2 separate regions of the Bicyclus anynana genome follow, and region 1 is linked to region 2. A link is a contact called in public Hi-C data. All regions are on one chromosome and are shown on one strand. Each heading gives the region's core, a stretch centred on a gene start, on an enhancer-like site or on the middle of the called end of the contact. The rest is flanking DNA. Distances are from core to core; before and after follow the strand shown. Region 1 overlaps LOC112052885 (ecdysone-inducible protein E75). Region 2 overlaps LOC112052885 (ecdysone-inducible protein E75).

Evidence for each region. Hi-C and Micro-C count contacts between places; a contact is called where the count stands out from the background.
Region 1: a contact with region 2 is called in a Hi-C map of whole body, with 7 times the contacts expected there. The contact joins two enhancer-like sites. A contact is called at or near these places in 2 of 2 Hi-C or Micro-C datasets (whole body and whole larva).

The regions. Positions count from the first base shown.
Region 1 is chr5:10,441,764-10,444,845 of ilBicAnyn1.1, reverse strand. The region is part of intron 2 of LOC112052885 (ecdysone-inducible protein E75); the gene reads right to left. Among protein-coding and RNA genes, the nearest start is that of LOC128198086, 90 kb to the left of the region's middle. Within about 2 kb of position 1,630, at least 5 of the 8 cell types and tissues checked have open chromatin away from gene starts, as enhancers often do.
Region 2 is chr5:10,356,957-10,359,901 of ilBicAnyn1.1, reverse strand. The region is part of intron 1 of LOC112052885 (ecdysone-inducible protein E75); the gene reads right to left. Among protein-coding and RNA genes, the nearest start is that of LOC112052885, 35 kb to the right of the region's middle. Within about 2 kb of position 1,256, at least 8 of the 8 cell types and tissues checked have open chromatin away from gene starts, as enhancers often do.

The sequences.
Region 1 (3,082 bases), core at 381-2,880, 85 kb before region 2:
CGCATTGTCCGCGACCTGACGAGCAGACCAATCTCGTAACATAAACCGGTTCTTATACACTTGCACTTCTATTCTCATCTTCCTTGCACCGCTTTCACGTTCGTATAGATGTTATGTATAAAACCTACCATTGTACGACCTTACAACTGGTTGAACTGCAGTCATACTAACGATCGACTATCGACTATAATATAGAGTGACATGACGCAAATTGGCTATACATTTTTTAAAGCTTTGAAAGGAACTAATGTGTCAAGGTAAACCTAACTACTTATAAAAAGCTTTTGATACTATTCAATCCTTATTTGTCGATATAAACTCAGGTCAGTAAACTGGCTTCAAATTCATGTCAATTTGGTTCTAACAAGAATTTATTATGATTATAATTTTTTAGAAATAATAATGTTTCTAACAAGAATTTAGAAAAGTGAAGCATTGAATGTTTATTTAAGTGTATGGTTTATTAAAATGTAGATGTTTAATTGATAACAATTATTACCACATCTTAGTGACAGTGAAATTATCGAAACTGAACTCTAAACATGCTCGCGTAGTCCCAAAGTTTGGGTTGCTAGAGAATATCTCAACAAAAAAAAATAATTCTAACCTTTTTTTAAAACCCAGACCCAGGTAGCTTAGACATGACTTTTTCAAGTTCAAGTACAAATCACCAATAAAAAGTAAATCGCAGGACTTTTCTACAATCATTTTGTTAGGTACGGATATTAGGTATCCGGTCACTTATGCGGTTTGAGCGGCGCAAAATTTTAGCAAGGACGCATTATATTAATAGTACCACCTACTTATCACCGAGAACAATTGCTGTAAACTATTGGAAAGAAAAACAGATATTTAAAACGTGGCACATCAAATTTTACCTAAAGAAAAGTTTACTTTCATTATACCTATAAGTTGTTACTCATATTTGGTACTTTGTATGATTTTATACAATTTCAAGTGATATTTAGACATAAGTATGTATTACTTTTATACTTTTTGCCCCCCATCCGTATCTCCAGACGTTACAAGAGCTCTTAATAAAAGTAACAGGAAGCGTTCTGTTGTCAGACAAAAGATCAAGTAGGAAAGTATGCGGGCGTCCCTTGTCCTCAACTTATAGCTTCTTAAGTACGTGCATATAAACTAACATATTAGCTATATTTTCTACGCCCTAACATCTATTCTAATATATAAAGCTGAAGAGTTTGTTTGTTTGTTTGATTGAACGCGCTAATCTCAGGAACTATTGGTCCGATTTAAAAATTATTTCAGTGTTAGATAGCCCATTTATCGAGGAAGGCTAAAGGCTATAAATTATCCCCGTATTCCTACGGGAACTAGAACCACGCGGGTGAAACCGCGCGGCGTCAGCTAGTTTGATATAAGACTCCGGGAAGTGGGTTGTCTTTGGAAAACAGTAATACTAAAGTGATAAAAGATATTTTCTATTATATCTTGAAGTATTTATAAACATGAAAAGAGTCGTTTAACCTAAACGCCATTTGGCTTGACCTCGACCCCATGCAAAAAATACAAAAGAATATAACGAAACATTTCAAAGGACGCCTCGTTCCCGTGTGATGGTTCCGGGCAGGTAGGTAGGGTATCAAAAATAAAATTTATAGAATTAGGGCGAAGGGACTGACCGCGGCGCCGAGGCCGACAGGTACCAAGGGATCGAGCCCCATAAGCTTTTGACACTACAGCTATACCGGTTCCTAAACCAACATCAATATTGTTTGGTTACAAATTGGACACATGCCTATAGGTACCCTAAAAGCTGTAACTAAACTTTTTAATTTATTTTACAAAAGTTTAGATATAGCATTTATCGTATATAAGTAGAATATGTATCAAAAATTGCTACTTAATGTCTAGAATGCGGAAAGGAAAGTTCTTTTTTTTTAATAGTTAAACGTCACAATTTAAGGTTGTTTTGTCGCCGAAATAACTTGTCACGTCACCTATATTGTAATGTATCATATTTTACATTGAGTTTAGGTGCATAATATGATAATTATGTTGCCTTTCATATAGCTAAACTCAAAAGAGTTATGGTAGGTCATTTAAACTTAAACCAGTCAGTCTGAATCTTCCAAATGTCATTAAGGCCATAACGAGGTTCTTGTAGTAGATATTTCTATGGCCATCTCGTAGCTTGCGTGCTACAGAAAGTAAAAGTAACCCCAGCCACTCACAATATTTTTTTTTCACTGCCCAAGTTTCCTGCAGACTTGATAGTAAACTTGATCGTGAGTGGCTGGTGTAACGGTGCAGTCTGCAGTTAATAACTGGTTGACGAAAACAAATACGCAAAGAATTCGAATGTTTATACATCAAAAATATCACGGCCAAGCTTTGTTATCTGTGTCTATAGAGATTGTCTTCCGCGTGTCGCGACCTTGCTTGTTCAGACATTGAAACACTTCCAGCTGGCGCTTATAAATAAACTAGTGGACGCCCGCGACTTTGTCCGCCCTTAAACCTCTTTAATCCGGCCCTATCGCGAAATCCGTTCTTAGCGGATACATACTATAAACTACCTCCCTGCCAAATTTCATCTTTGTACGTCAAGCGGGTTTCAAGTTTCGTGATGAATGACTTTTAAATTAAGTTAAATGATTGTAAATTATATGTATATCCCCTCTCCTATAAGGAAGAACCGCATTTTACGTATTCCGCAGAGATTTGTTAACGAAAATCAAAATGTCAAACACACTGGTTAGTAATTTTGATCGGTTAGTAATAATGAAATAGTGAATGCTTGTTGGTAAATGACGTGTATATCCACTAAAGATTACTTAAAGTTACTGAATATGTCAACTGAGGGCATGTTGATGATGAAACTAAATGTAAAATGTAAATTAAAGCTTATCGATATTTACGATTCTATAAAAACAAATTCATCATTCGATACTATATCTCTGATAGAACAAGGTGATTGACCTCTAGAGTCATCCGTCAGGACATATTACATACCTACCACTACATTGTAACCGATACCACACAATAGCAGGCAATAAGTACTTTATCAAATACCTACACCACTAATTCTAGATTATTGATAATAAAAAAGTCGTTT
Region 2 (2,945 bases), core at 7-2,506:
CCCGGCCCCCCGCCCCACGCCGCCCGCCGCGGCCGGATCAACAAACTTTGCAAGGTTGCAGCGCTATCGTTAACTACAGTTACTATATCGCCCGCCCTTCTCCGACATACCGTTTTATTTTATTACATTGCTATCATGTCGATATTGTGCTGAAGGTCTTTTAGATTAGTACACTTCACGACAATTTACAGCTTCAGTCTGAGGCTAAATTAAATTAATTAACAAATCGTTAAAACTGATGATTGAATTGTAAACTTTACCCTTTGCTTAAGTTTATTAGCATTCTCTAAGCCAATAATTCACTTGAATATTTAAAATATTATGTAAAGTAAAATATTATTTATAAATTTTCTATCATTTGTCTGTAGTTTCATCATTTTATTTATTATATGTAAATTTACTTGAACCTTTGATGGAGTTGATGAATTGTTTCATTACTATTAATCTGATATAGAGCATAATGGAAATAATTTCATTGTGTGAATACAGTTAGGAATTCGAGCGAGCAACATACGTAACACATTAGGTGAATCTCATTTTCGTGCTAAAGAAAATAGATCAATGTATTTTTAACCTGGGCAAGCGTTCAAAATATTTACAACAGGCGCAAGTAGATCACAATTATATTACCAGTAATGCATTTTAGAATATTGTTTTTGCAACACAAAATGACGTAGACAACATGAACAAAGAATAGACAACTCGCGCCATCTGTTATCGAATAGCTGCAACACAGTAATTTAAAAGTTTTAAAATTGGTAAATACCATTATATTGCTACAATATAATGTATAAATATAATAAAATACAATATATGTAATATATGTATATACGTTTTTGACGTTTGGATTTTTTTTTATGATACATAATTTTTAAATTAAATTTTCTATGAAATGCTTAACTTATATTAATTAATATCGATATATTTCGGACCCTTATTCCATATACGAATTAAATTTGATATGAGTCAACTATTCCGTAGTTCTACCTACACCATACACAGTCTTCAAAGTTAGTTGGAGGCGCTTGATCATATTAAAAATATGGCTATTATTCTATTTAAAAAACCACTGAACGAAATTTCATTTTCATATCGCTAAATGAATATTTTATTTTACATAATATAAAACCTTGTAAGTTTTGTAAACTACCCCAATCACCCATATGTTTACAAGCTATTCATACGACTGGAAAGTACGTGTAGGTATAAGGGACACAAATAACGCATGACGTAAGCGCGGGTAAATATGCAATAAACAAAGTGAGTCAAGAACGTCATTTTTCTGTAAAGGGAGCGACGACCGCGAACGTGCTCCGTGCTAGTGCGTCATTACTGCGGGCAGTGGCGTGCACAAGGATTTTAAACTGGGTAGGCACTATACATTCCCTTATTACAAATTGTACTAAATGGATACATTCTTCTTCAATTTATAAGTAGTTTGGTATTGAGTAGGTAGCGCCAACGATATTTTATAATATAGACATGTTACGTACATGACATGATTTGGCTGGTGGGAGGCTTCGGCCGAGGCTAGTTACCACCCTACCAGCAAAGACGTAGCGTTCCGGTACGGTGTCGTGTTGAAAAAGAAAGGGATGTGGATTTTCAACATACTTCTAACAATTTAGCCCGCTTCTATCTTAGATTGCATCATCACTTACCATTAGGTGAGATTGTAGTCAAGGGCTAACTTATAAAGAATAAAAAAAAGTGCCTACAAAATCACTACAATAAAGTGATCCGAATTTTGCTTTTGAGCGCATGCAAAATTATGTGTTAACTTAAATTAAATTATATTTTCGGGTACTTAGTGCATTTTTGCATCTATGAAGAGCACTAACCAATCTAACCAGAACCACCATACTAAAAGTACCAATACTTTTACACGACTAACACAATCAACAACAACAAACACAAAAAGCTACAGCTTTTGCGTTAAATTAATAAATATTTTATTAAAAAACAGTATCAAAATAATATCAAACTTCACTATTTTGTCATAAGAATTAAGTGGACCCTAGGCGGGAAATGTTATAAACTTATAAAAATATTTGGATTTATAGTTTAGCTAAATAATTGTAAAGTGTTTTTTTCAAAAACTGTTTCTAAGCTTTTCATACTTTTAAAACTATAAAGTTATGTTATAGCAGCGCCATCTATCATAAAACAGCGCAAGCTCTAAGTTAGACGTTTTGAGGCGCCATCTAGCGGAATTTTCCGGAACGAAGAGGCTTCGCTGCTACATTGTTACGAAGAAATTCGCGAAAATGCCAACAGACTGCGCTTCAAAGGACCTCCCTATTCGACACATATTTTTAAATAACAAATGTTAACAATGTGGAGATATCACTTTCTTAGCTAAAATAATTTAACGAATAATTTTATGGTTTTATGTGTTTACTATTAACCCTTACAATTATTTTAAATAATATTGTTTATCTATTTAAAGGAACTCCAACACAAATTAATTATATCGTTTCGCTGTATAAAACTTGTAAACTGATATTGTAAAGTGGTAAGATTTAATTTTTCGTTACGATTTAACTCAAAGCTACTCGACCGATTAAAAAAAAAATAACGGAAACCTACATCTTTAATGAGTAACAAAGGTTATATAATATTTGGCGCGAAAGGTATTTTGGAGGATATTTAAATGACTTTTAAAATTAATTCATAAAAATTAAAAATATTAACAATTTTTAAATCGAAATACACGTATATGACGTGTTAGTGCAATAAAATTATCTAATAAGATAATAGTTTACGCATTCGTAACGTAACATACTTCGAAGAGCCGATGGAGCCCAAGGCGTTAGTATGGCGACCCCGCACCGGAAAACGCAATGTTGGTCGACCCCCCACTAGGTGGACCGAGGATATCAAGCGAATTGCAGGGAGTCGCTGGATGTTGGCGGCTCGAGACCGTTGTTCTTGGAAGTCCATGC